2 separate regions of the Mus musculus genome follow, and region 2 is linked to region 1. The links are chromatin contacts, called in public promoter capture Hi-C maps. All regions are on one chromosome and are shown on one strand. Each heading gives the region's core, a stretch centred on a gene start, on an enhancer-like site or on the middle of the called end of the contact. The rest is flanking DNA. Distances are from core to core; before and after follow the strand shown.

Region 1 (5,510 bases), core at 2,064-4,563:
TGTTCACCCTCTCACCCTCCTGACCCCACTCCACCCTCCCCTCCCCACCTAACCCCACCCCATCCCTATTGCAGTCTTGCCCAGTTCAAGGGCAGATCTTTTCACTATGAACTCAAGTCCTTAGCATCTTCACCTCTTTCCTACTTGCCATGTTGCCCTGGTAACACATCAGGAAACATGAGAATACAAATGTTCCTTGCCTTCTCCAGGACCTCACATCTCTGCTGCATGACTTTGGAGAGACTCCTTACTTTTGGGGGGGTGGAGCTGTTACGAGGATTGGGAAAGGGTTTAACGGGGTCCATCACAGAGGAAGTGTCACATTGGTGCTGCTGCTGTGTGTATATGTATGGTGAATATATGTGTGCATGTACATGTATGTGTATGGGTGTGCTGGCCTGCGATTTGCATATGGAGGGCAGAAATCTATGTCAGGTTCTTCCTTCATCCTGCACTACCTTATTGTTTTGCAACAAGATCTTACTCTTTATCGCTGGCTTACCTTGAACTCACAGGCAGATCTGCCTACCTCTGCCTCCTCAGTACTGGGATTAAAAGTTCATGTCATCTATGATAAGTTATTTCTCCAAGACAGATTAAAGTATACAAAATGCAGGATTATTGGGAAACCACTCTTGGGCGGGCAAGTTCACTGGCCCCAAGAAACAAGGCCAGGGAAGGCACCATGGGGAGGGAGGTGGTCGGGAGGGGGAATAGAGAGAAAGAGCACACACAGAGGGAGAAAGGAGAGAAGGAAAGGAGGGGGGAGGAGACCAAAATGTCTGATTATATAGGGAAGAGCCTCTGTGGGAAGTGCAGCCCAGCCCCTAGGCTGGAAAATTCAGGGTAGAGGGCAGGGTATGTCAGGTAGGGACTGAGGGATGCAGGGAGAACCTGGAGGCCAGGTCTGCTTTGGTATGTAAAATATGTACCTCAGCCCCTTGGGTCTGAAACCCAACTTCCTATACCTTGATCCACCCTGTTTATTTTTTTAAATTTATCTATTTTATTTATATGAATATAATGTAGTTGTCTTCAGACACACCAGAAGAGGGCATCAGATCCCATTACAGATGGTTGAGAGCCACCATGTGGTTGCTGGGAATTGAACTCAGGACCCCTGGAAGAGCAGTCAGTCCTCTTACCCACTGAGCCAGCCCATCCACCCTGTTTTTTGACCCAGCGTCTCTCATAGAATTCGTCTTCTCTCTGTATAGTCCTGGCTGTCTTGGAGCTTGCTATGTAGAGTAGATTGGCCTTGAACTCCCAGAGATCCTCCTGCCTCTGCCTTCTGAGTGCTGGGATTATAGGTATATACCACCATAGGCCTTTCTAACTGAATTTGGAGTTTGCCATTTGGCTAGGCTGGCTAGTCACCAAGCCCCAGAGATCCTCCTGCCTTTCACACAGCATTGGGAATATCTCTCCAATACACAGCTAGCTGTACCTGGCTTTTACATGCTGTGGATCAGAGAGGTCCCTATGCTTGGACAGCAAGCACTTTACCCACAGTGCACTTCCCTAGGCCCAATATGTATGCTTTAAAAAATTCCCCGGTGTGTGTGTGTGTACATGTGTTTTATGTCTGTTCCCATGCAGGAAGGCATGTATGTGGGAAACTGAGGGTAACCTCAGGTATTGTTTCTCTGACATTAAAATAAAACTGTCTGGGACACACAAATAGCTTTCTGAGGCCCTCCCTAGTTACCCTGTAGTCCAGCACACAGTAGGCTCACTGCAGTTTGCTGCTCACACACAATTTAGGCTGGCCACAGTGGCCTCTGTGGATACCTAGGTGCTGACAATGGGCGCATGGTCTGCTCCATCCCCACCTTCAGCTATCTGGTCAAGCGTTAGTTTCTGAGTTAAAGCCCCCTTGGACCATCCTCCAAAATACCACCACAGGGCTCGTCTGTCTACCTGCTCTATCCACTGTTTTTCCACATCTCACCCCCAATACTTTATTAGATAGGGTACCTGGTCTCTGACCAGGTTTCAAGCTTGAAGGGGCCTTAACTCAGGACAGGGGTACTTACCCAGGCTGTAAGAGGCTCTATTCCTGGAGGTGAAATCTTACCCACAAGCCATATGCCATCATGGGCTATTTTGCTCAAAGCTGTAATTTCTCCAGCCTGCTTCCTACACAGTGCTTGGCCAATAGCTACATGATAAATACTTCCGGTGTAATGACCTTCTAAGTGCCACTCCCTTCTCTGAACTCCTGTAATATTGGTCTATGTCATTCTTGAGAGACTTACCTGGACGCTTTCTTTGCTGGTGGCTGTCCCTGCAAGCTTTCACTTGACTATAAGCTCAGAGGCCTAGGGCACAGTTTCCCCTCAGATGTTTTCTGATCTCTTCTCAGGACCTGATATGACTCTAAACGGAGGGTGAGCAAGCCGTGTAGGGGGTTGTTATAAACAAAACGTGCAATTCTAGGGCTCCTGAGTTCTAGATAACAAAACAAAATTCACTCTTTTGAACAGCAAATTTCTGGTTGGGGCTGCAGTTAAGTGGAAGAGCTTAGCCTAGCCTGCCTGAGGCTCTACGTTCAATCTTCAGACCTGAAAACAAAGAGGGATTTCTGAGTCACTATATGATTCGAGAGAGATACTCATTTAGGGAAACGGGCTGATTCTCTGTACATAATGTAAAAAAGTATATGAAACAGCATTTATTGAACCCAAATGTTCTAGTCTTCTTACCCGGGTCTTTCCCACAACTACTCTGGTAGCTATGAAGTGCAGGCAGGGATCCTTATGGCTTATTCACTTGTCATCTTTTGGTACCTAAAAGCTGCCCGCCTGGTCCTGATAGCAGGTGTTCAGCAACAGGGGCGGCAGAGCCGGCTTCCCCATGCAGGTTCCGCTCGCTCTGTAGGGGCCGGGCCTCGTCCGGCGCACCAGTTCCGGGTCCGGGTGGGTTGCGGAGGGCCGGTCCCCTCCTAGTTTCGGCGCCTTCCGCATCCTCCGCCCAGGGGAACCAGTGAACCGCTCCACCCTCAGCTAGCCCGCGTCCTGCAGCTGCGAGAAGCGAGGCTGACAGTCAGAGGAGGGACGCAAGTAGACCCAGTCCCTCCGGAACGCCACAGCCCTGGCCGCGCAGGAGCGTTGCGCCTGGCCCGCCCCTCCTGAGACAGGACACGCCCACTCGACCACAGGGCCTGCCCCCGTCCCCGCCCCCCGCGCGGCGCTCCATACTTGGCGATCGCTGCGGCCCCGCGCTCTCATTGGTCGGGAGCTGGCGGCTGGGGGGCGGGTCGGGCTGGCCGGGGCGGGGAAGGAAGGTGGTGGCTGCCCGGCGCGGGGGGGTGGGGGGGGGAGGGGGGCGCTGACCCGGATGTTCACTCTTGGGCACCCGGGGAAGTGGAAGCGCAGGGCCCTGCTGCGGGGGGGAGAGCCACAGACGCCGGGACAGGGACCGTCGCCGCCGCCGCCACCATGGTAAAGGGACCCCTTCACGGCTCCATCCCGGGACCCCTCTCACCGCCGGAGCTCGCGTCCACTCCTTCGCCGACCCGCCCGGCCCGGGAAGGGTGGGGATCCGGGGTGGGGGAGGGGCGGGGTCCCGGACCCTAGGCAGACGCCACTCTTCGGGTCCGGAGTGGGCGGCGGGAGGCCCTGATAGCCTATGACCCCGCCCTGGGCTCCATGTGGAGCCCAGTTCTTCTCCCTGCAAGTCCAGGCTAGTCTCGCCTATCCCAGGCTAGACCTTCCTTCCTTCAGGGGCCAGGCCGGGCACCCCTCTCGCAGGCCTTCATCCCATGGGCTGTACTTGGGCTCCTGCCTCGGCCCCAGGGCCCAGGCTAGGACCGTGGTTCTCGCTCCAGTGGTCCAGTCTAGGTCCCCTTCCCCCAAACTCTTCTCCTCTCCATGGCCCCAGTCTGCACCCCGATAAGCCCTTTCCAGTGAACTCTGCCTAGGTTTGTTTCCTTCACCGTCATGGAATCTTCTCTCTGCGGTCGGTCCTCAAGTGTGGCCTCTCTACTCCAGCTGTGTTCCCCCCCTCCCTGCACCTCCCTGTCCCCGGCCCTAGCCGTCCCCTTCCCCCGACTTCTCACGACTTAGCCTAGCCTGCGTCAGCCCTTCGCTGCTCTCACCCTCCCATCTAGACCCTGCTTGTTCCGTGTCCTGCTCCTGACCCAGGTGTCCCCTCTCCTGTTCCTAGGAGGCTCTTTCTGGGCAGCCTCTGGCGAGCGGGGGAGAGCCCCAGCCAGGGTGGGGGTGGTCTGGGTACTGAGCCTTTCCTAGGTTTGCCCCTTTCTGGGGAGGCCGCTTCGGTGTGAGTGAGCAGGCGAGCGAGGGAGAGAAGGGCGGCATCTGTATGCCCGGAAGGCAGAACAGGGCATTTCCCTTGGGAGGGCCTAGTGGTAGTGCGGCTAATAGAGCGCGTCTTGAGGGGTGCCCTGCCTGAGTGGGGAGCAGAGTGCTGACGGGTTGGTAAGCCAACTGGACAGGGGTGAACTCACAATTGCTCTTGTGAGGCCGCAGCCCTGGGGCTAGGGGGACACGGAGCTCAGCAGCCCAACCTACGGCCTGGACACGATGCATCCTAGCAGGCGCAGCCTTCCTTTCCCCCTGAACTGTCAGCTTGTTAGAGTTGGGACTGCTGATTATGGAGGTGCCTCGGAGCAGGTGAGCAGAAACTCACAGGCCGGAGAGCTCCCGGACTCCACTCATGGTGTTTGTTTTGGTAATGAAGACAGGCACACTATGCTAGCAACTTATTTGAGGAGCCTTAGATGTGTCACTTCCCTCCTCCCCCATACCCCTGCACCCCCTAATCTACCTGGATACCTGCAGAGCAGGCCCACCATCTTTGGTGGTGGAAGGGCCAGAGAACTACCTCACATGGTCAAGGAAGCCTTGTAAGGTAGGCTGAGAGGGAAGGCAACCCACCTGCTCCGTGTAGCCTTACAGGTGGCTCCCCTCCTGCCTGGTCGATATTTAGGAGGGGATTTTGGACCCTAGATGGTTTTGAGGTACCCTGTGCCTTGTTTTAGCAAGGGTGCAGCAACTGTATTGGGGATGACTAAGTCTGATTGGCTAGTAAACTTTCTATATATTGATTAAAAGCATAGGCAAGACAGGTTTTCATGTTATTGCTCTTGGCTGGAAACGGGCCTGGGGGTCTGAACCCCTGACCTTAGTCTGCAGGGGGAAAGGACTTGTCCAGGACAGTTTTGGGTGAGATTCTTCAAAGTAGACTGAAGTTTTCTGTGTGTACTCCCAGCACCAAAGCAGGAGAGGGTGGTGGAGTGGCCAGATGGGACTTAGTCTCCACAGAATCATCTAGGCTTTCGCTTTGTCCATCTGACAGGTGAAGAAAAGCTGGGGCATTCATTGTAACTCATTCAAAATGTTGTTGCATCTGTGTGGAGAGCACTCTTGGCCAGTGGGAGCCTGCCTAGCAGCCTCCAGACTGCGGTCTTCCTTGTCTGCTGTTGTGTGTCTGATATAATGACACTGTTGAAGAACCATAATGATGGGATGGATGCTCAGGCCCAGCCA
Region 2 (5,510 bases), core at 1,139-3,638, 1.9 Mb after region 1:
TAAGAACATTGGCTACTCTATCTGAGGACCTGAGTTCGATTCCCAACATCCACTTAGCAGATAACAAGGGTCTGTAACTTGAGTCCTGTGATACACGCAGACAAAACATCCATACATATACAAAAAGTAAATGTAAAAATGAAAACTGTAATAGCTATTCTTGGCAAGGCTGTCCCTCAGGAAGTCCTCAGAATCCGAAGCTCGTAACTGTTCCGTTATGAAACAGTCTTCAAAATCTCCAGTCATTTCAAGTTGTCCAAAATATTATTCTTAGCCTGTGGCCATTCAAAACTGCAGGCAGTTGGAGCGTGCTGGCATTCAAAACGCCCACACGCAGCCGCTGTTGCTGGCCCCTATTCTAAAGACCACAGACCTTCACCCAAGTGGGAATTCCTTCCCAGCTTCCTGTCCATAGAGGAAGCAGCTCCGGGCCTATTGTGTCTGTTAAGGCACTGTGATGCCAAGCTAGCGGGACCAACCGGCTGGGGGACCCTTGAGACCATGGAGGGAGTACAGAGGGACAGGATCTTTGGTAGAAAGAGTGTAAAAGTGCATGAGGGTCCGGGGGAGGAAAGAGCGGCTAGGAAGGATATTCTCGGCTGTATTCCAGGTAGGAGGGAACGAGGACCCTCGTCAATGCCTTCTTTGGCTCCTTTAGAAGGCAACAGTGTCGTCGTCAGCAGCAGCAGCAGCAGCAGAAGCAAAGAGAAACCCCTGAACAGCAAATGCCATGGGTACTTTCAGAAGGCTTTTCTGGGAAGTTCTAAGCAAAGCCACTGTCAGCTCTCTAGAACTCTAGCTGGCAGCTGTGGCAGATCCACATGAATGTACATCTTCAGCTAACAAGGCAGCAGGCTCAGTTTCTGTTCCTCTTCCTGGCGCCGCGGGCTTTAGATTCAGGCTAAGGAGAGCCCGAAAGGTTGAGTGTAGGGCGGGCAGCTTCCTCTGTATCAAACCAGCCTGGCTGGATACTTGGTGACCCCACCCTCCGGAGGATCAAGAGAAGCTAACCCTAGTCTACTGAACGAAGACCCAACAGATAGGGGTAGACTGCCAATCTCCGGTTTGATAACAAGAAAGGAAAGGGAGACAGCTGTGGAGATGATTCGGTGCAGATGAGCAAGCTTGAGGCCCCGAGTTTGGATCTCTAGCGCCTAAAAGCCAGGTCTGGCTCCAGCTACCTGTAGACCCTCCACTGTGTGGGGTGGGGCAGAGAAAGGAGTTTCACTGGGCTTGCTGAACACCTAGTCTAGATGAAAACAGCCAACCCCAGCTTCAGTTAGGGGCCACCTCAAGGGAACAACGGACATGAAAAAAGCAAGACACTGGCTGGAACTCCTGTGGCTTCTGCATGCACCCGCACCACACCCAGACACGCAAAAGCAAGCACAGGCAGCTGTAGCTTGCTGACCTCCATTCTTGTCATTTTAATATTATTTTAAAATCATCGCACCGACACAGTTAAGTGTTCTAAGATACCCATTCAGAAAATGTTATGAGCCTGTGTTACATAGCGCAAAGGGCAGATGGAGTTGGCCCTCCAACACATTTGTGGTACCCGACGACCTGTTTCCAAACAACTCAGACACCCATCGCCTTCGAGAGCCACCCAGCCTAAGTAGCAACACCCCACCACAGGGCACAGGACACACCACGTATTTTTCATCTTTTTCAGTTAGGGAAGGTGTCCAACTTTGTGTCTCCTCTCCTAGACTAGAGTCCTGGGTTCCCTTCCGGAGACACTCCGTGTGTTTACAGGCATTTGAGTTTATTTGCCTCAGGTGACGCTCACTCAAGACAAGGGCGGCGGTATCCTCCCAGCTGCAAGTATGTTGTGATCAGGGGTGAAACTGGGGTCAGGAGAGCCGGAGATAGGAACAGCGTCCCTGGGCTTCGTGGGACGGGTCCCCCAGATGGCCGGGTTCCCTCCCGTGCCCTCCCGGCGGGGATTTCCGCGGGTGGCAGGGTTTTCTGGGATCCCGTCACGACTGTCGGTTAGCGCTGTGACACGACCCGTAGACCCCGCCGAGGGAACCCACTGCGCTCTCGGGTCCCCAGGAGCTGGCTGCGACCGTTGCCGGCGTCCCGCTGACGGCTCAGGGCCAGCGACCCCTCCTAAGTCTGGCCCCGATTAAAGTAGCCACAGGGCTCCATCCTTTCCGCCCCTAAACCCGACAACCGGTCCTCGTCCCCCGCAGTGCATGCCGGGGCGGGGGACGGGAAGATTAAGCCAGGAACGGTCACCTGTAACCACGGTTGGTGGCCCGCGGCGGGATGCGGTAGACGTGGACCTCCGGCTTGACACACAGAACAGACTCGTACTCACTCTCCTCCATCTCTATCGCCCGAGCCCTCGGGACTTCCGGCTTCTCCCCGCCCCTTCAGGACCGGAAGTGATGCGACTCTATGACCAAGTTCTGTCTAGAGCGGAAGCTCCGGGGGACCCCCCGATCGCTCCCGAGTGCCCTCTGCCGGGCGCCTCAGATCAGACCGTGAAGCGATTGCTCTCTGCTGCTGTGGGACCTGAGAAGCTCGAGATGCCGCTGATCTGAGCCTAATCCCGAACCTGGTTGTAGTTCAAACTCTATACCCTAGACCAGGGTGGCTGATATGCAAGATACCCTGCAGCCCTGCCCTTCTGACGGAATGTCCTTGTCCCCGCCAATCCCAGAAGGTTCTCAGAGGCTTCTGGAGGAATCTCGCTCCACAACTTTTTATAACCTACTATGTGCGCAAGGCCCCAGTGGCTTAGCGCAACAGGAGTACAAATCAAAGTTGTGAACCAAAGTTCCTGGTTGTCTTTGCTGTGAAGAGACACTATGACCAAGGCAACACTTACAAAAAGAAATCCTTTCATTGGGGGCTTGCTTACAGTTTCAGAGGCTTAGTCCATGATTAGCATGCGGGAGAGCATGGCGGCATGCAGGCAGGCGTGATACCAGAGAAGCAGCTGAGAGCTGTACGTCATGATCCTGGTGGGGGTGGAAGGGCCACAGCACACAGGGATGGGGCGGGAGGAAGGGGAGCACGGACGACAGTGACCCGGGCCTGATACGGGCTTTTGGAAAACTCAAAGACCAAACCCCCATCACAGCTTTTCCAACGAGGACACACCTCCTAATCCTTCCACGAGGTTGATCACTTGTGAAAAGCTAGAATAAGGCAGATTGGGAGGCGAATTGATTTTGAGTTATCTTGACCCTCTAAATAGCCATTTATTGGCCACCTCTGTATGTGACCTAAGATCCTTGTGACTATTAGGTAAATCCTTTGGAAGGTACAAATGCCAGCTTTCACCAATAAAGGCTAAGAATGTCATCAGATAGCAAGTAAGGGCCATAAATGATGTTTCCCGGCTTTGCGGTGACTCACCTGCCTGAGGTCTCCACCAACGGTTTGAAAAATGCCTCGGTTTGATGTTTGTTTTGTTTTGTTGATTTTTTGGGTTTTTTGTTTTTGTTGGTTTTTTTTGAGACAGGGTTTCTCTGTGTAGCCCAGGCTGTCCTGGAACTCATTTTGTAGACCAGGCTGGCCTCAAACTCAGAAATCCACCTGCCTCTGCCTCCCGAGTGCTGGGATTAAAGGCGTGTGCCACCACGCCTGGCTCAGTTTTTTGGTTTTTCGAGACAGGATTTCTCTGTGCAGTCCTGGCTGTCCTGGAACTCACTCTGTAGACCAGGCTGGCCTCGAACTCCGAAATCTGCCCGCCTCTGCCTCCCAAATGCTGGGATTAAAGGTGTGCGACACCACGGCCGGGCTAATGCCTCGGTTTATAACTATTTTTTCATCACTGTGGTGGTCTGAATGGGAATGGCCCCCATAGGCTCATAATTTTGAATGCTTGGTCATTAGGAATTGGCACTACTTGAGAGGAACTAGGAGGTGTGGCCTTGGAGTGGGTGTGGCCTTTTGGAGGAAGTATATTATTGGGGGTGAGCTTTGAGGTTTCAAAAGTCAAAGCCAGTCCCAGTGCCTTTCTCTTCCTGCTGCCTGCAGATCCAGATGGAGAATGTTCAACTACTTCTCCAGCACCATGTCTGCCTGCGTGCTGCCATGCTTCCCGCCTTGATGATAATGGACTGAATCTCTGAAACTGTAAGCCAGCCTAATTACGTGCTCTCTCTTATAAAAGTTGCTGTGGCCATGGCGTCTGTTAACAGTAATAGATCACTGACTAAGATAGTCATTATGAAATTTTCATGAAATTGTTACCACACCTGGAACATGTATTCTGGTAACGTGAATCTGTGTTTCTGGGCCACAGTCATCCCTATGGCTCCAAAAAAAAAAAAAAAAGAGTTTCAGTTTTCCTTGAAGTGAGAGTTGTATTTTAGAGCCTACAAACTGAAGTTCAGTAAAATGAGTCATTTAAAAAGAAGTCCCCTGGGCTGGAGAGATGACTCAACGGTTAAGAGCACAGACTGCTCTTCCAGAGTTTCTGAGTTCAAATCCCAGCAACCACATGGTGGCTCACAACCATCCGTAATGAGATATGATGCCCTCTTCTGGTATCTGAAGACAGCTATAGTGTACCTATGTATAATAATAAATAAAAATCGAAAAAAAAGTTAAAAAAAAAAGAAGTCCCAGTTGGATATGGTAGAGCATGCTTGCAGTCCCAGTGTGGAGGATGTCGCAGAGGCAGGAGGATGGCTACAAGTTCGAAGCATCAGTTTTAGCAATGAGGGGACAAAGGTGAGACTCTGTACTGTCACCCTCAGCCATCCTTAGGTGTTCCCCTCATCTTTTAGGTACCTTAGCTCAACCTAAACCAGGATTTGTGGCTTCAACATTGAAAATAACTTCAGGACTGGCCAGTATAATGAAGTCAAGTTGGAAGTTGTATTAAAGACATTTTAAGATGTTGGAGCCGGGCGTGGTGGCTCACGCCTTTAATCCCAGCACTCGGGAGGCAGAGGCAGGTGGATTTCTGAGTTCGAGGCCAGCCTGGTCTACAGAGTGAGTTCCAGGACAGCCAGGGCTATACAGAGAAACCCTGTCTCGAAAAAACAAAAACAAAAAAAAAACCAAACAAACAAACAAAAAAAGATGTTGGGCAGTGATGGCGCACGCCTTTAATCCCACCACTCAGGAGGCAGGGGCAGGTGAATCTCCAAACCTAATATAGGCTTAAGGACAAGGAATAGGAAAAAAGAGAGGCACTGAGAAAAGTGAGCGCCAGGCAAGGGCATGAATGTGGGTGTAAATAAAAGCTGCAGAAAATTAAGACATACCCAATACCCAAGGGTATATGGCCCCCCAAGGGAGAGTCAAAAGTAACGGTCTTAGCATTAGCCAAATGTTTCATTCTGCTCTCTCTCAAGTTATATCTTAAAAGGTTACTTAACAATGCTTTCTCTTTTTAAAAAAATATTTTATGTGTACAGGTGTTCTCTTGCACGTGTGTCTGTGTACCTCACGTGTTCCATGGAGGCCAGAATATTGGACATCTGAACCTAGACTTATGGATGACTATGAGTAGCCATGTGGTTCTGGGAATTGAATTTGGG

What was found. Promoter capture Hi-C pulls out the DNA fragments that hold promoters and counts their contacts.
Region 2: a promoter capture Hi-C map of pre-B cells shows a contact between it and region 1, with 2.9 times the contacts expected there. The contact joins the promoter of Necap2 here to the promoter of Capzb in region 1. A contact is called at or near these places in 1 of 39 promoter capture datasets (pre-B cells) and 1 of 115 datasets of contacts at active chromatin or transcription factors (pancreatic cancer cells).

Annotation. Positions count from the first base shown.
Region 1 is chr4:139,189,586-139,195,095 of GRCm38.p6, forward strand. It overlaps Capzb (capping protein (actin filament) muscle Z-line, beta), which reads left to right and starts at 3,314. Exons shown (of 9, transcript NM_009798.4): 1 at 3,314-3,443. The coding sequence starts at 3,441.
Region 2 is chr4:141,075,969-141,081,478 of GRCm38.p6, forward strand. It overlaps Necap2 (NECAP endocytosis associated 2), which reads right to left and starts at 2,389. Exons shown (of 8, transcript NM_025383.4): 1 at 2,245-2,389. The coding sequence starts at 2,336.